Linked DNA regions of Mus musculus: regions 2, 3, 4, 5, 6 and 7 are each linked to region 1. A link is a contact called in public HiChIP or PLAC-seq, capture Hi-C and promoter capture Hi-C data. All regions are on one chromosome and are shown on one strand. Each heading gives the region's core, a stretch centred on a gene start, on an enhancer-like site or on the middle of the called end of the contact. The rest is flanking DNA. Distances are from core to core; before and after follow the strand shown.

Region 1 (2,700 bases), core at 50-2,549:
TATAAAGAAGACATTCTGCTGAATCAAGAGGGACAGAGGAAGGGTTGGACAGAGAGGGGAGAAAAAAAGCCAGATTCTTTCAGCAAAGACAACTTGGGACAGGGGTATCTGGGATACAACAAGGATGCTAACTGTGGTCATGGTGGACAAGCTGGATGTGTGTCTAGAAAGGAAGAGGAAGCACTTTTGGTACAGGACCGTATGTCAGGAGGCAGGCCCAAAGACAGTAGGCTCAGAAAGGAGGTGCGTTTCTACTCGATGGGACTACACTGGTTACAGGTGTCTGTAGTAGTAGCAGTCACTTGAGCCCTGTAGACAAAGGCTGCCAGGCTGAGAGATGGCTATGTGTTTCCTGAGGGCTAGACAGCAATAGTGAAAAGTAGTTGGTCATTAGAGATATGAGGTGCCCCTGTATGTAGGAGGCAGTGAGCTGGGTCCAGTGACAAGGTCCTTCCAAGCTTAGAAGGAGCCATCTGATATGACCAAAGAAGTCAAATAGAAGCCTCCAATCAAAACGGATGTAGATGAGGACTTAGTGACCTACATGGGCAGATAGGCATGCACGTGTGTGGACTGTCTGCTAGGGGAGGGGACCTCTTGACAGTCACTGACTCGGCAGGAGTGGAACCACTGAATCAGAAGAGATATAACTGTTTGCAGAGTTAAAAGACTTGGTTGTAGTCACAGCGGCGTAGCTTCGAGTCTGAAAGCCTGCAAGGTGCAGGTGACAAGGCTCCGGAAGCCGACCACAGGGTGAGGGACTAAGCTCTCAGGTACCAACGGTGTGAACTTCGGGACCGCGGTACGTGGGCGGAGAGAGTCGCCCTGGAGACTGCCCACCCGACTTCCAGGTCACCGTGACCCTCTCCCTGCAAGCCGACAGCACAGAGAGTGGAGGGGAGGAGAGCTAGCGCCCCGGAAGCGGGGGCAGGATCTGCCCGGTGGGCGGGGCCTCCCAGTGCGCGCCCCGCCCCGCCCGCCCCTCCCCCACGAGGCCGTGCTTACTGGGCCTGGGCCGCTGTGGGCTGATATCCAAGTTGAGGTCGATCCTCCTGCGGGCCTCACGGTTCTCCTGCTTCAGCTTGGCTTCCAGGCGGGACAGCTTCTGCTCCAGGGAGGACGCCGCCATCTTCCCCGCCGCCGCTGCCGCCGCTCACCGCCAGGCCACCCGTCAGTCCGGGGTAGACAAACACCGCACTGCGCCTGCGCTCGGATGACCCCGCCGAGCCGCCGTCCTGCCTAGACCACCCCAGCGCGTGCCCGCCCTGCCTCGCGTGCATAACGCCGCGCGTGCGCACTGGGTTCCAGTAGGAAGCTGATGCCACCTAGAGCCCGAGGCGGGCCTCATGCATTGTCATGGCCTATCGCTGCCTTCCGCAGTGCGCATGCGTGAAGTTTCAGGCGATTAAGCGCTGTTGGAAATCACTTAAAAAAAAAAAAGAAAAAAAGAGAGAAAGCGAAGTCCGGTCAACCGCACGCCTGCGTGCAGAAGCGGGAGACCGGCCAAGCTCGCGCCTTTACTGCACACGCTTACGGCTGTTCCCAGATTATTCTTCACTTCGTGTGCATCTCTAGGGCGCTCTGGTGCCCGCGCCCTCACGGAACAACCTTCCTCGTCTAGGACGGTCTTTCATGAGGACCTGTTATGCTTAATTGCGGCCTGAACTCTCGCTGTTAGCATGGAGCCGCCTCCTCACCGTAATTAGGTGCCCATGGTAATCCCTTTCCATTTCAGCCAGTCCCAGCACAGTGAGAGTAGCCCTGACAAGTGGAGAGGGAATCCAGAGTTGGTGATTCCTGAGCTCGGTGTCAGAATCAAGGTTAAGGCCAGACTTTCTGCCCCATTCCTATCCTTTCGCCCGGAGAATCCGGACTTGAAACCAATGTTATCTGAAGACAGTCCCTGGGGTTAGATGCCTCTGCCCTGCTAGCCCCATCCCCACCCTGCATTAAGTTCTTCCAAGAGTGCTAGGATAAAGTTTGTGTGTAAATTCGGGTCGTTGAATGTGCAGGGACATTCAGCAAGAGACCAAACCCAGGAGGTCAGGCTGCGCACAACTCCGGAAGCAACAGTGAACACTTTGGGATGGGCCTTGGCCTTTAAAGGCTTCTTAGAACTCCTTTGGTAATGACCTATGGGTGGAGCAGAGAGAAGCTTAGAGTTAAAAGGATAAAAGAGGAGAGGAAAATTGGATTGGTTTTGTTTTGTTTTGTTTTGTTTTCGCAACAAGGTTTCACTGTGTAGTTCTAGCTGCCCTGTAACTCTGTAGACCCGGCTGGCCTGGAACTCAAGAAATCCACCTGCCTCTGCCTTCTGGAGTGTTGGGACTGAAGATAGGCATCACCACCATCCAACTGTTTTAGAGGGTGGGGTGAGGTAGATTCTTTAGGAAAAAAAAAAAAAAAAAACCTAGGCAGAAAACTACCCAATTTCTCTTGATTCTACTTCACCTCGTTGAAGTAACTTGGATATCCTTCCTCCCAGGACAGACAGCCTGATTTGATAGACAGGTGTCATCATTTGGCCCCAGTTATAGGCAGCTTAGACAATCATACTGTACAAGGAGGTGGAAATTACCGTTCTCGTTTATTAAGCACCCAGTGGTATATGCTCCCCTGCACAGGAAACATTCAAAAGAAAATCCCTGAATGAACTGGGAAAAAAGGTAGCCTTCACCAGCACTGGACTCAGGTGGGAAT
Region 2 (2,700 bases), core at 43-2,542, 580 kb after region 1:
TGTTGAGGACCCAGACAAGGCAGACAGAGGAGTTTCAGAACTTCCAGAAAGTCTGAACAACAGAGTTTGCACTCACCTTCTGGGCAGGAGGCCAACTTCCCTCTGGAGGAGACTGTCCAGCAATTTAAGCCAATGTTCTTTATTGCATTTGGAACTGCAGAAGGGAAGATTGAAGGGGTAATCCAGCTGCATCTTTGCAGGGGGCGATCTTTGGGTTTGACACTGACAGTGAGGTCAAATTCTTCTCAGCAGAGTGAGAAGGTGACTTATAGCTAAAGAGTTTGACTCACAAGTGGGAGGATCAGAGCCAAGATCCCCAGAACCCATTTAGAAGCTAGGCATGCATGGTGTAGGGGCACCCATAATCCCAGCCTCCAGGAGGCAGACAGACATGGAGTCCCCAGAACAAGATGGCTAACTAGACTACCACAAACCCACAAGCCCTGGGTTCAGCTGAGAGATTCTGTCTCAACAAAGCAGAGGTGGAATGATAACACTACACCAACTTCAATTCTCCATATGCCTATGCACACACAAGCTCCTTCACATATGTGCACCACATATATAAACACACATACACAGACATGGACAGCACACGTTCACGGTAAAATATTTTGCTCACACCTGTACTCCAAACACTCAGGAGGCTGAGGCAAGAGGGTCAGGCACTGGGGGCTCAGCTCCATGGACCACAGTGTGGGGCCTTTTGGAGTGAGGGGAGGTTTGGAGGTGATGGTTGGAAGAAGCTAAGTTGTGGGGTGAACCATGATCAAGGTAGGTCAGGATGAATTTGGGTTGGAACAGGGTGAGGCTGAGGCTGAGGGTAGCCTTGTAGCTGGGCGGGTCTGTTCCCCATCAGGGATAAGTCTGTAAGGCCCTCGGCAAGGTTGGATGGGGGCGAAGGGGGGATCCTCACACAGGGAGTTGAAGTCTTGTTTGATCTTCTTGTCGATGGCTTCATCGATGGGACACAGTGGCATGCTGGAGCCCAGCAGTTCAGGGACAAGGAAGAAAAGGAAAAGGAGGGGAAATGAAAGGTTCTTCATCCCGTGGGTACTGCAAGAGACAAGCAAGAGCCCCGCCTTAGACCAGACCCTTCCCATGCTGGGGGAGTCAGACTGCAATGTCCTTTAGTTCCTGAGGGCACACATGGATGGACATTCAGCAGCTCTGGGGCCGCCACATCAGCACTCTGACTGGGGGATGGCTATCACTTACCGTGGCAGAGGACTTAGCAGGACACAACTCAGTTCTGGGTATTAGCTCCTGTCCCACAGCTCCTTCTTGTTGACTTCTGGCCCATCCTGCCTTGGATAATAAGTACCCTGGCCCCTGGCCTTCCATTGCCACATCTGACCCCAAGAGAGGTGAACTCTAGAGGTCCCAGAGGAGGGATTTCCCTCCTGCTCAGCCCTTCCTACATTAGAAGGATTGTCTTCTCAGGACGTTGTCTGGAGATAACACCAGGGACCATGGTGGGAGGGGCAAGGCTAGGAGCCAAGACTTCACCTGTAGGGCTGGAGATGCAAACTGAGACACGGTCCCTGTGTGACCACAGCTGTCATGTATGTTTCTATGTTTGGCGGGGATATACAGTGTAGGCAAGCTCTACCAGCTAAAATCTAGTCAACTGCTCCCTTGCTGAACCACACCACCAGACCCTCACTATGGAATTCCAGCCAGGTACCCTACCTCTGAACCATGTCTCCAGCCTCTCAGTGGTATGCTCTATACAGATGGTCTACCACAGAGCTAGAGACCCAGCCCCTCTCTGGGGGCGGGGTGGGGGTGGGGCTAAGCAAGAGCTCTACCACTGAGAAAGGACCCACTGAGAAAGGAGGTTCCCAGCCATTACCCAAAACATCTCACTGGAGGAGTCTAGGCAAGAGCTCTGCTTTCTGCTTTCTGCTTTCTGCTTTCTGCTTTCTGCTTTCTGGTGCAAGGAGCAAGGGGCCTGTCCCTTTGGAAATCCCTCTTTCTCAACAAGTAATTAAAATAATAAATCTTGGGTAGTCATAGCTCCGGCCCACATACAGAATATTTATGTGTGTGAATGACTCAATAGAATCTGCCTTATCTTCTCTGTCTTTAAAAACATTATTTAGTCATTATTGCATGTGCGTGACACGTGTGGGTGTAAGTGCGTGCACGCCACAGTGTGATGTGCATACGGAGGTGAGGACAACTGGAGGTGGCTATGCAAATCCTGGGTGTTAACGTCAGGCTGTCCGGCTCTGAAGCTGTTACACTGGCCTCGATGTCTTTTAACTAGATAGGACAAAATTGAGATTAGCAGAGGAAGTTTATAAATTGGACAAATGAAAAGACTTTAATCTTTATTTAGTTATCTATCTATTTATTCATTGAATCCAAGCTCTTTTGTAAGCTATGCAAGTTTGAACTGTGTAGCCAAGAACGACCTTGAACTCCTGACCATCCTGCATTCTCGATGCTGGGGTGGCAGGGACGCACCACTGTGCATGGTTTCTGTACTTCGAGGACTTGAGCACAGGACTTTGTGCCTGCCAGGCACTCTAACTGAACTAAGCCTCCCCACCCCCACCCCGTGCAAGATTTGTCTCTTTCCTCTTCAGCATAAGTGGATTCAGGTGATGTGCTCTTCCTCCCACCTGGCTTCTGTGTTCATGCGACTTTAGTGGCCATCGCCAACATAGTACACAGCTGCTTTGGGGGTCTCCA
Region 3 (2,700 bases), core at 131-2,630, 690 kb after region 1:
AATAAGTAAAAAATAAAAAAACAACTAATGCCGGGCATGGTGGCGTATGCCTTTAATCCCAGCACTCAGGAGACAGAGGCAGGTAGATTTCTGAGTTCGAGGCCAGCCTGGTCTACAGAGTGAGTTCCAGGACAGTCAGGGCTATACAGAGAAACCCTGTCTTGAAAAACCAAAATAAATAAATAAATAAATAAATAAACCCAATAAAGGGAGATGCTAGATATACAAGTGACATGAAAGAGAGAGATCAAGAGAGAAGGAAAATGGATTTTGGAGCTCTTCCAGGGACAGAAGGAAATCAGGAGACAACCTGCTTTCTCTCTGGCCCCTACAGGAGACATCCTTAGTTCTGGTTATATCAAGTTCTCTACCCTCTCCGTACTGTCTGTGTTTGGTGCACCAATCTGTCCATATGTCAATGTTTGTCTGTTATTGCTTCATTGTTTGAATGACTATTGTTCTATGTTTTATGTTGAAAAGAAAAAAACGGTTAAAACTTTATCTGCTGGCTATCCATCTCTTGATTCAGTCTCAGTTTGCACAGTGGAGGCTGATTTAAGTTGTCTCGCACCCTTAGCCAGGAGTCAAGCACAGCAGAAGCCCTGCTAAAAAGCTCCTTTTAAAAGAGGCCAATAGCTGCTTAGTTTTAAGAAAATAAGCTGATAGTTGTTTTTTTTCCCTAGAAAAATCTCTGCAGTTGTGATTACTGGGTTTAGCAAATGACAAAATGCTTTTTCTCTTGAAATTATAGCTAGAAAAGGTAAAATTTCTTTGATTGGTCTAAATTTATAAGATTCGTATAGCCGCTTCATTTTGTTTCTGAATGGTCTTAAAGGTATAAATATGCTCTGCATGTCTTGGTCATAGAGTATTGGCTTGTAAGTTATTGGATATGATTTAAAAAGTGTTATATTGGTAACAAGAAAGTTAGCTTAAAACTGGTAACTCAGGGTTGGAGTCATTTTAAACAACAACATGTGGCATGAACCAGCCCAGGAAACAGGCCTCTAAAGATACTTCTAAATTGGGATAACATTTTATGTAATTCTTATGCTAGAAACTAAACTTATAAGGGATAAGATTTAAAACAGTGTCTCTTTAATGAAGCATTAAAAGTTGCACTGTCATGCAATCATATATAAGAATTGACAGCCGAACTTTGTAATGTGAAAGTGATGCTTCTGGTATTGATTTTAAAGAGAATGGATTCTTTAAAGTTGTGTTTTGCTTTCCAAAAATTATGGTTATGCTCTAATATTGCAAAAGAAACTTTAAAATTATAGTTAAATCGCCAGTGTTCCATTGACTGCAGTTTGCAGTTTGATTGCAAGCTCAGGATCTTAACTCACCCATATTTTGTAATTAGGATGATTACAAGAGTAATCAAAGTTAAAAACAGCTGTGGCCAGTATGGGCCTGCTGCTCCTTTTACACAAGCTTTATTGGATACAGTGGTAGAAGCAAAATTTAACCCCTAAGGTTGAAAAGGAGAACTCAGTGAGAATTTATTTGGTATCAAACATGCTCCTGATGAACTTTTTCAGGATGTTGTGGAGTCGCTACTAAAAACAGCTAGTAGAACTTTTGGAGATTTTCAAGTAGGGGTTCCTTTCACACAATTGTCTTATAGAACACTAATGCAGCTTGTCTGTGGCCATCTGGTCATACAAAACAAAGACAGACTTATCTAGATATATTTGTCTTTGTGCAGAAATTGGACCCTCGCACAATCAGGGTTTGGTTACGGTTGCTGCCTTGCAGGGGACTACAGTACAAGCAATGCTTTCATAGCACTAAGGTTATAAAGAATGTTTTTTTTTTAATTTATTTTTTTATTAGGTATTTTCCTCGTTTACATTTTCAATGCTATCCCAAAAGTCCCCCATACCCACCCCCCCAACCCCCTACCCACCCACTCCCACTTTTTGGCCCTGGGGTTAAGAACGTTTTAAGAATAAATCATCTTAGGAAAGACTGTCCAAAAATTAGAGGCATAGACAGGCAGTAGAATTGCTCCCCTGGAACCTGTTCTCACTACAAGAGGGATAATCTTTGGCCCTGGACACAGGCAGTATGCTCAGATTAAGAAATATTTACATTTGAGTTAATGCAAATCTCAGAGCAGCCTCAGCGAGGCTTGTGTGGCATTTCTTTTGTTTTGCAAACCCTGCCTAAGGAAGTTTTTGGGACCTTGCCTCTCCTTGCTTTTCAGGAACTATTTTTAAGCCAAAACAGCATTATTACAGATCTATCCAGGTGTTGTTCATAATAAGGCTCAAACTTAAGATTTATAAAAGGTCAATAGGGCTGTGAAACTTGTAGAGGCATTACAATCTGGCCTGCCTACTCCATATAGAATTATTATGGATTTGGAAGGTTGTTTTTTCCTTTGCATCCTGATAATTGTAAAGAGTTTGTTTCTAGTGATCTTATAATCATTGGAAAGTTCTGCCTCTCTGAATGGCTAATAGCCTTAAATTATGTTTAAAAAAAAAAGTCTCTGCTTCAATACAAGAGCTATGATTTTGAATCTTTCTGTGTATATTGTCTATTATGTGGAGAGTATTTTATTAGCTGATCCTACTGAAGGACCATTTACTACAAACCTTTGCTCTTACACAATGAGCTTTAAAATTTTTGGAGTAGTTGTTGCTCCAGAAAAGATTCAGAGGCAATATCTTTTTCAATATTTAGGGTCTC
Region 4 (3,045 bases), core at 154-2,653, 650 kb after region 1:
CTGAAGCTGCCCAAAGCCAGGACTTGGAGAGCCTTCCCAGGTCTGATAATCCACCTTCCTCATTTGCCCAGTAGGAATGGCCCTAGTCCTTCAGGCCTGTGGGCATGCGGAAGGGAGGAGAAAAGGGGTGGCTTCAATAAGAGAAGGCCTGGCCGCCCGAGCTGCCACCCTAGAACAGCTGGTGAATGAGCCATTTATGCCTACCTGAATCCTCAGGAAAATGTGGCAATAAGTCACAACTGCCAGCCTTTACGGGGCCATCGAGACGAAAGAGTGGTCCCAGACACACCACACACACACACACACACACACACACACACACACACACACACGCTGGCCACCGGCAAGGCAGGGTTTGTGTCCCAGTCACTGAGCTGTAGCTCTGATCTCTTAAAACGCTCCTTGCGGGGTCCAAGCCACCGCGTACACGTTGTGAGGGTAGATAGGGAAGGTGGGGGTAGGAGGAACCATCACAGGCTTCTGATGTGTGTGAAAGGGGAGTTGGCCATGCAGTTAGGCCCTGGGGTCTGAGGAGTGGGGTGGGAGGCGGGAAGCAGAGGACTACCAGGAGACCCTTCCCCCACCACACACAAAATTGGTCTGCAGACCCCACCCCTGCTCACCTGGGGGCTCTGATCCCGGGGTCCCAAGGCGCACAGCCTCTTGGCGGGCCCCACCCCCGACTGCGTTCCAGCGACCCGGGCGGGCAAAGTCCAAGGGCCCCGTCCGAGCAGGAAGCTTGGAGGCCCAGCTTAGCAAAGACCAAAAGCTCGGGGACCCTAGGCAGCCCCGAAGCTATTGTTCCCACGGCCCCGGCTTGGCGCCCCGCCCCCCGCACCTGCCGCGCCCCAGCCTGGCTCCCCCGGTCCCCTCCCCAAAGGCCCTCGGGTTACCTGCTCCCCCGAATGCGGCCCGCAGCACCCACGCCAGACTCGCCGCCGCCTTGGCTCGAGAGAAATCGTACTGGTCCAAAGACTTGATCTCGGGGACCAGGAAAGTCCTCCGCAGTGGCCCGGACCCTGCGGGCGCCGCTTCCACCATGGCGACGCCGGGGTTACGGCCGCCCGGGTCCGCGCGCTCTGATGGGCTGGGCTGCGTGCGCTGCGCTGCGCTGCGCTGCTGCCGAGCCTCCGCCACCCCGAATCGGGTTGCCGCCGCGGCTGCTGCTGTTACTAATAAAGCTGCTGAGGCGCCGCTGAACCAGGTGCGGTCGAGCGCGCTGGCGACGCGGCGTCGACCCCGCCCCAAGGCGGAACCCAGGTGCGCCCCGCCCCCAGATTGGACTCAGTTCTCTCTGGCTCCTGGGTCCACATGGGTCCCCACTGACATTAAAGCTTCCATAGGTCCTCCTGCTGCAAAGGGCGGCAGTGATGGCGGATGAGGGAAGGGCTGCAGAAGAACGCATGTCCCTGTATGCGTTCTCGTGTGTGTGTGTGTGTGTGTGTGTGTGTGTGTGTGTGTGTGTGCGCGCGCGCGCGTGTGTTCCTGCTCACTCCCGGACCCTGGAGAGGCTTAGGGACCCTTTGTCATGGATGTCCATGTAGGCTTTTGATCCCACACATATGCAGGTGGAGTTCACATATGCATATGGAGTTTGTGGCTATTACTATACAGTAAGTTCTAGGCCAACCAGGGCTACACAGCAAGACTCTGTCCTAGTTTAAAAAGAAAATGAATGTGTTTGTATCCACTTGCTTGAGAGTACCTGTGAACATCTCTGTCTATAGGTATCTAGATTTGTGATGTCATCTGTTTGTGAAGGTGACTGTTTCAAACCTGTTGTGGTACAATGGTTTGTATTAAGTGGCTAGGGTTGTGCCCTAGTTGACAGAGTCCTTATCTGGTATGTACAAAACCTTCTCCTCCATCCCAAGCACCAAATAAGCTAGGGATGGTGGTAGGTACATGCCTAGAATCATGGCACTTGGGAAGTGGGAAGAAGAGAATTTTTGTAAGTTCAAGGTGATCCTGGGATACATGAGATAAATAAGTAAAATCAAAGAATTGTGTTGTACAACCTTCTGTGTTCTAAGATTGGAAATGAAGGAAGAGAAAGAGCGGGGGGAGAAAGAATGATGTGAGTCTAAACACATCTATCATATAAGGGTGTAATTGTTGACTCTGTCAGGGCAGGAAGATGGCAGAGATACCAAGTGGGTGTATTTAGGCAGGAGAAAAGCTGTGTATGTGAGATTAGCTCTGTAGGGTTACTAGGTGGATTGCAAATGTCCTGATGTGTACCTTTGATATCTGCAGTATTTGTTGAAGAAAGCCTCTGACTAGATGTAGGTAAGGGTCTGAGAGGATCTGTGTGTTTGCGGGTGTGGTTGTGTGCATGGGGCTTTCTGTGTGTGACTAATGATGTGTAGGTGCATACTTTTTTTTTTTTTTTTTGGTATAAACAGTCTTTTGTGTGTGTGTGTGTTTTCAGGTTCAGCATTCCCAGCTCCATAATACAAATCTATTTATCTACAGAACTGGGTTGGAACACTCACTGTTTGGGGGCCTGTGTTACAGGTGGCTTGAGTGAGGTGAGGCAGAACCTAAGGGACTCCCCTCTGTTGACTAGATGGATCTTAGAAAAAGGCTGGCAGCTATGATTTTATTTTTTTTATTATTTATTTATTTATTTTGGTTTTTCCAGACAGGGTTTCCCTGTGTAACCCTGACTGTCCTGGAATTGACTCTGTAGATCAGGCTGGCCTCAAACTCAGAAATCTACTTGCCTCTGCCTCCCAAATGCTGGGATTAAAGGCATGTGGCACCACTGCCCGGCCCTTGGCAGCTACAAAAACTGCCACATTTTCCTGAGGATTCAGGTGGATATAAATGGTTCACTCACTAGCTGTCCTGGGGTGGCAATCTGGGAGGGCAGGCCTTCTCTTATTGAAGCCACCCCTTTTCTCCTCCCTTCCGCATGCCCACAGGCCTGAAGGACTAGGGCCATTCCTACTGGGCAAATGAGGAAGGTGGATTATCAGACCTGGGAAGGCTCTCCAAGTCCTGGCTTTGGGCAGCTTCACCCACCACAGGACAGAATTGATA
Region 5 (3,078 bases), core at 397-2,896, 630 kb after region 1:
GCGCTGGGTTCCTTGTATAGCCGGGGACCTGGAGGGCAGTCAGTCAGCAGAGACTGGGCGTGGGTTGGGGAAAGGCAGGTAGAGAACGCGTAGCTTCTAACATTACCCGGTCTCACTTACCTGTGTACTCAGGCACTGATGCTGGGGAGGATGCATTGCTTCCATTCTCCCAGTCACGTTCTCGACTGCCAGGCAGGCGGCTTGGAGACATGAGGCCTGATGGAGAAGGGGCCCTGCAGGGGAGGGGAGGGGTGAAGCTGGGGTCAGTAGTGTGTGAAGCCTCCCAGGGTACAACAGGATTAGGGACGAGGCAAGCCCAGTGCACTGCAGAGGAGAGGGGCATGTATATTGCATGCTGCCACAAGTCCATAGACAGCTGCTCCATATGCTCAACCTCCTACATTGCATGTGGGCACATCCTCCAGACTTGAGTCAGTTTCCCCCAAATCCCATCTGTGTTCCTGTACTTCCTTCCATCTACACATCCCAGCGGTCCCGCCATATCTTGCTCTAGGTTCCAGATAGACTCACCGAGAGGTGGGCCTCTTCACACCAAGGTTATTGGGAGCCTCGTTGGCCACCGTAGATAGGGACAGCGTGGACTGGGAATAGACCTTGCTGAGCCGTGAACCTAGGATAGACAGTACCAGTCAGTTATCCCTAAGGCCTTTACCTCCATTAACGCCCATGGGCATTCCCGAGACCCTCTCAGCCTTTCGTGATTGCCTGCTAAGTTTTGTTTATTTATACGAGTATCTGTCTTATGACAGCAGAGGGGGGCACTGGACTCAATTACAGATGGTTGTGAGTCGGTCACATGTGGTTGCTAAGAACTGAACTCGGGACCTCTGGAAGAGCAATAGGTGCTCTTAACCACTGAGTCGTTTCTCCAGTCTGGCTTTTACTTTTTAAAGATGGGTCTTCTATAGCCCAGGCTGGCCTCAAACTTCCTATTTGTTGAGGATGACCAAGTCTCCAGTCTCTACTTTCTCAGTGCTGGAGTTATAGGCCTATAACTGCCATTCCTGGTTAAAACTGGGGATGGAACCTGAAGTTTCGTGTACGCTAGGGTAGGCAAGTACTCTACCAAGAGCCACCACCACCACTCTGAACTTATTCGTGTGTGTGTGTGTGTGTGTGTGTGTGTGTGTGTTTATGTGTCCTTAGTTTCAGTGTTTGGTGCAGGACCTCAAGGTGTAGCCTAAATGGGCAGAGAAGCTGCTCAACAGCCAGTTTAGGACCAAACTCAAAATCCTCCTGCTTCAGACTCCTGAGTATCGCAATGACAGGCATGTGCCAACCTGTCTACCTTAATATGGCAATTTTTCTTATACAGCTCTGGGATTTAACCCAGGGCCTCATCCATTCCAGACAAACCCAGCCCTGAGTTTGGCATTCTTGTCCACATACCTACAGGGAAGGGAGCACTGTTTAGTAGCATCCTCAAATATCCAAGAGAGTTCCTCACTATCCAGCCAAGGAAGGAAGTTACCCTCACCACACTGGAACTCATGCCCACTCCAAATTCCTGCCCCATCACTGCATGCCACCAGACACTCCCTCTCTCCACAATCATAGGGCCCCTCCAACAGGGTCCTCACCCAGCAGGCCGCGGGCTGGGCTTCGTGCCAAGGCCGAGTCATCACAGCAACCAGAGCGTGGCCGGGTGGCCCTGCGCCCGCCCCGCCCTGGTCCCCCGGTCCCTGAGGCCCGGGGCCGTAGCACCTTATCAAGGTCATCCATCAGTTTCAGTTGTGCCCGGCGTTCATACTCAAGTCTTGTGAAGTCCCCCCGCCGGGGGCCCACCTCCTCCTCAGCTGGGGCCATGGCTCTGGTAGTAGGAGCCAAGGTGGCCACTGGAGCCGCAGAGGCTACAACAGGAGTTGTAAAGGCCAAGCCTGGAGCCTCCTGAGCCAGCCTGCAGATTAGACAGAAGGTAGCAAGCAGGATAGAATATGGGAGCACTGGGGCAGCAATACCAAAGGCCAGGCCCCTCATTCCAGTTCTAGCCTCACCTGGCGGCCTCCTCCCGTTTCTGCTCCTTCTCTGCCTCCTGCCACTGTTTGCGCCGCCGGGCTTCCTCTACCCGCCTCTGCTGACGCTCCAGCAGGCTAGCTCGCTTCTGAGCCATCTCATCCTCAGGCTTGTCTTCGTCCTGGAGGATGTCATAGGAGTTTAACTAGCCACTCTGCCAACTGGAGTCTGACTTTTAGCATTAGCCAAGCTCTCCTGACCTTTCTAAAATCCTCGGAGTACTTAGTTAGTGACTACTTTATGAGCAGCCCTGGGAGCTGTGTACACAATGCACAAAGGGGGAAGGCTAGCAAGTGACACACAGACCTTCAATGCTATGAAGATGCTTGAAGTGTGCCAAGCTGCACTGCAGGCTATCCTATTCTGGGGTCTTCTTAGAAGTACTCCCAGCCTAGGGGCACTCTCCAGGCAGAGGGGTTAGAAAGTTCAAAGGCCTTGAGGCCAGAACAAACCCATGTAGCCGAGACACTGAGTTGGGGACAATGATCCAGGTTAAAGTCACAAGGGAGCAGGGCCCAAGGCAGTGGACGGGCATTTTGTCCTCAGGGCAAAGAAGAGCAGTCAAAATCTCCACTGCTCAGGAAAAACAAACAAAGTGGGTTTGCAGCAGTAATGACCAACTGGAGCAGAGTGTGCGCTGCTCAGTTACAACAGTATGCACAGGGGCCCAGGCCGTAAGTGGCATGAAGATGGAGGATTACCAAACAGGATACATCAGGAAAGAGGATCACCCTAGCCCTGCTTATCCACCCACCCACACCTGTCCATCCTGTCTATCACCCACTCACCCATCCATATGCCCAACTACTACTTGTCCATCTACCAATTAACCTTCCCTCTATCCACCTATCAAACCACCTTCCATCCATCTAACCAACCACCTATCCACCTTCCTTTCAACCTACCATCACTCATCCAGCCTGTCCACCTACCTTTCCATCCACCTAGCCAAACTAATCACATACCTACCACTCACTCACCCATTTAACTTATCCACCCATCTAACTACCCTTCCAACCCATCCATCCATCCATCCATCCATCC
Region 6 (2,742 bases), core at 203-2,702, 720 kb after region 1:
GCCGGGAAACGTAGTTTCACCTGCACATGCCTGGTTCTCGGAGAGAGAATCGCGTGGTGCACGGCAAGACCGCCGGGAGTTGTAGTCCGGTACAAAAATTCCCCAACTCTTACCATTCCGGTTTGCAGTGGGGCCTCCATCGATTGTTTCGGACTAGGTAGCAGGTCTTGTAGCCTGCAGTCCTGGAAATCGAGGAGCAAAAGGGACCAGAACAAGATGTCAATCAAGCCTACCCAGCAGCGCCTACAGGCTCCTTACCCCTAGCTCGTCTCACAAGCCACGCCCCCTAGATACCTTTGGCTGGAGTGACTCCTCCATTCGCCGGGGTTGGGGTGAGAGCGTCTAGAGGGGTACTGCTAGACAGAAGGATAGGGGCAAGTTGATTTCCCCGCCCAGATCAAGGGATGAGACCAGCCCCCAGCTCTTTGTCCTACTTCACTTATGCATAAGGCGGACCAGACTCCGTAACGTTTTCATCTGCACCCTGTGGCCAAAAGGGTAGCCGTCCTGGCACCCACAGTCAGCAGCTCGCTGGCAGGTGCCCTTAAGCCATGATCTCTTCTGGCAGTGGTTCCTTCCTTAGCCTGGCCTTCCGTATGTCTGACTACTCTTGATTAACCAACCCTTAGGCGAGACCCCTTCCTACACCCTGTAAAGACGCGATGTCTCACTCCAGAAGAAACCAGGACCTGTAAGCCAGGAGGCTGAGGGACAATTGGACTTTGGGCTCCTGACCCAAGCCTGGGCCCATCAAGGAAGCTGGGGCGTGCACTGGAAGCACTGCTGTGCAATCTATTGAAAAGGGGGCTCTAGGGCCATCGGAGTAAGATGAGCTCCCAAAGTGTTATAGGCTCGGGCTTGGAGATTTAACTGTCACGTAAAAGGAAAGTTACCGGGTCTCGCGGTGCGGAGCATCCCTGGGATTAGTGAAATGATGCAGGATGTGTAACCAGGGACGCCGGAATTGGGGGAGGGTAGGAGGAACGACGCACTGGAAAGTTACTGAGATCCGGAGATACACATAACTACTTAGGAGTCTAGGAGCTTCCAGGAAGATACCGGGGAAGGTAGGAACGCTACCGGGACTCTCCTGGGACGCTGGAGATCTTTCTGATGCCTTTAGACTATTATTAATGGGAATTTAGAAGGATCGCAGGGCCCTGAGATGTTACCTGGAAAATTGTTAGATTGACTACTTCCATTCCGTACTCCAGGTCGCATCTGACTACCGATGCGGAAACACCGGGACAAGGAACTTAGGAATGGGGGTGGGGTGGTATTGGAGCATCAAAAAGTCGGGACCTACCCGGAATCAGGACAAATCGATCCGGGGCAAAGCTGAAGCTCTCTAACAGTCCTCGAAGGGACACCTTTGCTCGGTCGATGGAAACTCGTACCATTCAGGAGCTGCAACCAGGTCCACCCAGCTTCGGCCAACACCCCTAGTTTTCTGCCCGCTGCCTCAGACGCGGCACCTTTAAATTATTCCGCTGCAGGACACGCCCCATCCCCGCCTCCCGCCATGCTTGGAAGGTCGCACTGCGCCAGCCATGCCTAGTGTGGCGGCCTCTTAAAGGAGCTGACGATTTATGAAAGGGCTGCCTCACCTGTTACAAATTAGACCACCGCATTTACATTCCCTTTTATTTAACAGCCGCCCTACATGCCCTCCCTTTCCCCTGTGTCCGATTCGATCAGCCCAAGCCCTCACAAGGCCTGTCAGACGCAGATCTTTTAAAGCAAATTCTAAAAATAAATAAGCTGGGGTCCCAGCAGTACATGGGGATAAAGTCTAGTGGCAATCATCTTGGATCAGTTCACCAGCAGCGAATGGTCCTCCGGGGAGTCCCTGGAAGAGAGAAATGGAAAAAAGAGGCACCCAGTCTCTCTGGCACACACTTCTTCCCCCAGCCTCTAATCAATCCACAACCCAGATCTGGGGCTCCAACCTTCCACAGCAGCAGAAAAGGCTACAAGCTGAGCCACTGCCACGACGGAACTTGCCAGATGTGGGGCTATCCTGGCACTGCTCGATGTAGGCCTGGAGCTCACTCTTCTCTGTGCCAGTACCTCCTGGGTGCTGGAAAGAGACGATTCCCCGAACTCAGCATGAAAGATGGTCCTGACCTCTAGTGCTCTTTAGGTCCGGCCAACTGGACATCCTGCTGTTGCTCTGATGTGACCACTCTGGGTCTCATTTCTGGACCTTTGCTTTGTGGCTTGCTTCACTGTAGAAATCTTCCCTATCCCCGGATGTGGCCGCAGGTCTCAGGCTCATTGGTTCAGTGCCTTCTGCTGCGGGCCAGAAGCCTAGACTGGTATTTAGTAACCCAGCATCTCAGCTGGAACAGTGTAAAAGAGTTAGTGGGCATAAGGCCTGAACTCCTGCATCCACGGGTCCTGCGTGATATCCAAGTGTTGCAGCGAGACTCAGTGTGGCTGCTTAGGGCCTGGGTGACAGTAATGTACCTGTGGTAGAGCTTCTATCCATGTGGGAAAGAGTGCACACATCCACTGCCAGTGCCTCAGAATGAGGCAGAGTCCCCGAACATTCTCCCTGTGACTTCCTGGCACCACTGCTATTTCTCCAGGTCCTTTCTGCCTCCCAGTCTTTGGATGTTCCTTTCTACAAGTATGCTCTTCCTCGGGCTCCCATCTCCTCAATCTAGAATTCTCAAGAGATGAAGGGAATGTCCCAAGCAGCCACCTAGCTGCACTGACTTTTGGATAGTTATGTATATT
Region 7 (2,803 bases), core at 254-2,753, 670 kb after region 1:
GTGTGTGTGTGTGTGTGTGTGTGTGTGTGTAGTGCTCATGCAGACAATGAGGTCTACGAACATACACATAAAATAAATAATTAAATAAAAACTAAAAAAAAAAAACAGTAACAACAAGGGGAATGGCTCCTGAAGAACTATACCCAAGATAGATCTCTATACTACACACACACACACACACACACACACACACCTACACACATGCACACACACACCTACACATATGCACAGACACACCACACATACACACAGACATACCTACACACACAGACACACATGCACACACACACATACACACAGACACACATGCACAGACACACATACACACATACACACATGCACAGACACACACACAAACAAACCTACACACACACATACACATATGCACACACACACATACACACATGCACAGACACACACACAAACAAACCTACACAGACACAGACACACAAACACACATGTACACACACAGACACACATGCCCACATACACACCTACACATATGCACAGACACACATACAGACACACCTACACACACACTCTCACACACACACATCTACACACATGCACATACACACACCTACACACATACACACCTACACACATGCACGCACACACACACACACACACACACACACAGGTTCTTCAAATATAACACCCCGTTGCACTCAGGTAAATAAAGCTGATCATACAAAATCAATACTTACAAACATGAACAAACACGAAGCAGAAACAGTATGTGATCCTCCCAGTCTATCTGCCTCTCTGAGTGCTCACACCTGCGGAGAGTGTCACCCCACTCCAACACAACCACTCAGGACCCACCACTTGTTTGAGCCATAGAAAAAAGCCACAAGAACAGAGGATTGGAAAAAATTTGCATACTGAAGTAAGATATTAAAAGTGTGGAAAGCAACGGAGGCTGCAGGGGGCTTTAAAAAAATCCTCCACCCCACCCCAACGACTGCTTGCTCTGAGGTAGATTGCAGGGATCCGTATGGTGGGAGGGGAGAACCGATTTCTGCAAGTTCTCCTCTGAACTCTACACGCACATATAGACACACACAAAGTAAATAAACAAATATATACTAAAATAATATATATACAAAGCTGCGTTCTTTAACTTCTTCCTTCCTTCCTTCCTTCCTTCCTTCCTTCCTTCCTTCTTTCCTTTCCCCCCTCCCTCTCTTCTCTCTTCCTTTCTTTCTTTCTTTTTCTTTCTGAGGCAGGGTCTCATTTTGTAGACCTGGCTGTCCTGAAACTTGCTGGCCTATATAAACCAGGCTGGCCTTGAATACACAGAGTTCTACGCGCCTCTGCCTTCAAAGTCCTAGTAATACAGTCTAGGGTTCTTTATCCGGTTCGTTTTCTCTGCCAATTCACTAACTAAAAGGCAGGACAAACCTCAAGCACGACAGGTGGCAGTGGAGAAATCTCCAGTCTGCTGACAGCAGCAGAGAGAATCGGCAGTTGAGGACAGGCATTTATCTGGGGTGAGAGAAAGACTCTCTGCAAAGCAGAGAGGTTGACAATGAAGGCTGGGGGTTTAAAGTCTGAGTTTTCTTCCCTACTTTACGGTTGGTCAGTTTGAAGAAAGACAGAGTAGCTGATTGGCTCAGAACTGTTGTGTGACCGTCCTGAGCAGACCTCGGACACCTGACCCAGACCAGCAGCAGAGTCCTGCTGGCAGGAGACAAAAGCATGTAAGGCATTTGTTTTAAGCCTCCAGGCTTTTGTCTCAGCTCAGCAGGGCGAGGAAGAAGCTACCATCCTCGGAGCTTGCTATCTTTGTTACCTAGCTCTGGCCGATCTCCCTCTTGGTCTGCTTATCTGGGAGTCAGTCTAATGGATAATCTTTCACTAGGATTAAAAGTTGTGCAAATCACATGGCGCCCCACCTCCCCTTTTAAGTCAAAGAAAGAGTTACTTATTTATTTTGTTTTTTCAAGACAGGGTTTCTATGTGTAACAACCCTGGCTGTCCTGGAACTGGCTTTAAAGACCAGACTGGCCTCAAACTCACAGAGATCCACCTGCTTCCACCTCACGAATGATGGGATTAAAGAGTGTGCTACCATGCCCAGCAAGTTTTTATCTTGCACGTTTTTAATGTGTGAGAGCAGGTGTGTAGTCTCTCTGTGTGTAGGTCAGAGGATAATTTGTGGAGTCCATTCTACCTTTATGAGGTTTCTAGGGACCTGAACTCAGGTTGGCAAGTGCTTTACCCACTGAGCCATACCCCCAGTCCTATTTGGGGGGTTGGGGGACATGTAAGCCAGGCTGGCCTCAAACACACTAAAAGTGGCCTTCAGCTTCTGCTTTCCACCGCGTGAGTGCTCTGGTTACAGCCATGTCACCAGGTTTGGTTTGCTGTTTGATTGAGGTGGGGCAATGTGCTTGGGTTGGAACCCAGAGCCTCGAACATCCTGAATTTGTTCTGTGCTTCCAGTAGCCCTCCCAGCTGTCCTGTCTAATAATTTCCAACTGTGCCATGAAACAGGACCTTCCACCCACTGCCAGGGGTGTTAAACTTTTCCGCCTTTTACCAGAGCAACTTAGCCAAGTGTATCAAGCACTACAATGAAGCCAGTCAGCTATGAGCCTCTGTTGTCAAGTCTAGTGTTTGTTTTTCCTAAGAACAGGAACAGGGGAAATGGAAGAATGTTCTTACTCGTTTATTGCAATAACACATTGGAGATAATAGGAAGAAATGATTGAGGGCTTAGGGCTGTGGTTAAGTTGGTAGAGCACTTGGCCTGCAAAAAGCCTTGGGTTCCATCCCAAGTATTGACTAAAGCAGGCAT

The links. Promoter capture Hi-C pulls out the DNA fragments that hold promoters and counts their contacts. HiChIP or PLAC-seq counts read pairs in DNA pulled down with a chosen protein or histone mark. Capture Hi-C pulls out chosen DNA fragments and counts their contacts.
Region 2: a promoter capture Hi-C map of the HPC-7 cell line shows a contact between it and region 1. The contact joins the promoter of Retn here to the promoter of Map2k7 in region 1. A contact is called at or near these places in 14 of 39 promoter capture datasets (the C10 cell line, the HPC-7 cell line, HPC-7-derived erythroid cells and 8 more), 5 of 115 datasets of contacts at active chromatin or transcription factors (bone marrow-derived macrophages, embryonic stem cells and stem cell-derived epiblast-like cells) and 1 of 9 other capture datasets (macrophages).
Region 3: a contact with region 1 is called in a promoter capture Hi-C map of hippocampal neurons, with 3 times the contacts expected there. The contact joins the enhancer-like site here to the promoter of Map2k7 in region 1. A contact is called at or near these places in 11 of 39 promoter capture datasets (the HPC-7 cell line, cranial neural crest, embryonic stem cells and 6 more), 1 of 115 datasets of contacts at active chromatin or transcription factors (bone marrow-derived macrophages) and 1 of 9 other capture datasets (adipose tissue).
Region 4: a promoter capture Hi-C map of liver shows a contact between it and region 1, with 3 times the contacts expected there. The contact joins the promoter of Camsap3 here to the promoter of Map2k7 in region 1. A contact is called at or near these places in 10 of 39 promoter capture datasets (the C10 cell line, the HPC-7 cell line, embryonic stem cells and 5 more), 1 of 484 Hi-C or Micro-C datasets (embryonic stem cells), 3 of 115 datasets of contacts at active chromatin or transcription factors (all in embryonic stem cells) and 1 of 9 other capture datasets (embryonic stem cells).
Region 5: a contact with region 1 is called in a promoter capture Hi-C map of embryonic stem cells. The contact joins the enhancer-like site here to the promoter of Map2k7 in region 1. A contact is called at or near these places in 9 of 39 promoter capture datasets (the HPC-7 cell line, cranial neural crest, embryonic stem cells and 5 more), 2 of 484 Hi-C or Micro-C datasets (cardiomyocytes and embryonic stem cells), 3 of 115 datasets of contacts at active chromatin or transcription factors (embryonic stem cells, stem cell-derived neural progenitor cells and trophoblast stem cells) and 1 of 9 other capture datasets (embryonic stem cells).
Region 6: an H3K4me3 HiChIP or PLAC-seq map of bone marrow-derived macrophages shows a contact between it and region 1, with 4 times the contacts expected there. The contact joins the promoter of Pnpla6 here to the promoter of Map2k7 in region 1. A contact is called at or near these places in 10 of 39 promoter capture datasets (the 3T3-L1 cell line, the HPC-7 cell line, cranial neural crest and 7 more), 5 of 484 Hi-C or Micro-C datasets (CD4 T cells, embryonic stem cells, epidermal suprabasal cells and 1 more), 8 of 115 datasets of contacts at active chromatin or transcription factors (the 230-238 cell line, bone marrow-derived macrophages, embryonic stem cells and 5 more) and 3 of 9 other capture datasets (embryonic stem cells, liver and macrophages).
Region 7: a capture Hi-C map of embryonic stem cells shows a contact between it and region 1, with 4 times the contacts expected there. The contact joins the promoter of Rps23rg1 here to the promoter of Map2k7 in region 1. A contact is called at or near these places in 10 of 39 promoter capture datasets (the HPC-7 cell line, cranial neural crest, embryonic stem cells and 6 more), 4 of 115 datasets of contacts at active chromatin or transcription factors (all in embryonic stem cells) and 1 of 9 other capture datasets (embryonic stem cells).

What each region holds. Positions count from the first base shown.
Region 1 is chr8:4,237,339-4,240,038 of GRCm38.p6, reverse strand. Map2k7 (mitogen-activated protein kinase kinase 7) reads right to left here and starts at 1,299. Exons shown (of 12, transcript NM_001164172.1): 1 at 1,006-1,299. The coding sequence starts at 1,129. Lrrc8e (leucine rich repeat containing 8 family, member E) reads right to left here. Exons shown (of 3, transcript NM_028175.2): 3 at 2,569-2,700.
Region 2 is chr8:3,654,362-3,657,061 of GRCm38.p6, reverse strand. Retn (resistin) reads right to left here and starts at 1,292. Exons shown (of 5, transcript NM_001204959.1): 1 at 1,219-1,292; 2 at 917-1,056; 3 at 77-154. The coding sequence starts at 1,046.
Region 3 is chr8:3,549,196-3,551,895 of GRCm38.p6, reverse strand. No RefSeq gene overlaps it. Among named protein-coding and RNA genes, the nearest start is that of Rps23rg1, 17 kb to the left of the region's middle. Within about 2 kb of position 1,380, at least 3 of the 459 cell types and tissues checked have an H3K27ac peak or open chromatin away from gene starts, as enhancers often do.
Region 4 is chr8:3,585,808-3,588,852 of GRCm38.p6, reverse strand. Camsap3 (calmodulin regulated spectrin-associated protein family, member 3) reads right to left here and starts at 1,403. Exons shown (of 17, transcript NM_027171.3): 1 at 894-1,403. The coding sequence starts at 1,041.
Region 5 is chr8:3,605,344-3,608,421 of GRCm38.p6, reverse strand. Camsap3 (calmodulin regulated spectrin-associated protein family, member 3) reads right to left here. Exons shown (of 17, transcript NM_027171.3): 12 at 2,016-2,155; 13 at 1,602-1,918; 14 at 532-631; 15 at 121-233; 16 at 1-28. Among named protein-coding and RNA genes, the nearest start is that of Xab2, 14 kb to the left of the region's middle. Within about 2 kb of position 1,646, at least 25 of the 459 cell types and tissues checked have an H3K27ac peak or open chromatin away from gene starts, as enhancers often do. A contact at or near this core is called in embryonic stem cells and stem cell-derived epiblast-like cells, where this site is marked.
Region 6 is chr8:3,514,121-3,516,862 of GRCm38.p6, reverse strand. Pnpla6 (patatin-like phospholipase domain containing 6) reads right to left here and starts at 1,452. Exons shown (of 35, transcript NM_001122818.3): 1 at 1,307-1,452; 2 at 295-353; 3 at 114-182. The coding sequence starts at 318. Mcoln1 (mucolipin 1) reads right to left here. Exons shown (of 14, transcript NM_053177.1): 13 at 1,950-2,080; 14 at 1,631-1,849. The coding sequence ends at 1,813.
Region 7 is chr8:3,566,698-3,569,500 of GRCm38.p6, reverse strand. Rps23rg1 (ribosomal protein S23, retrogene 1) reads right to left here and starts at 1,503. Exons shown (of 6, transcript NM_001024728.2): 1 at 1,405-1,503.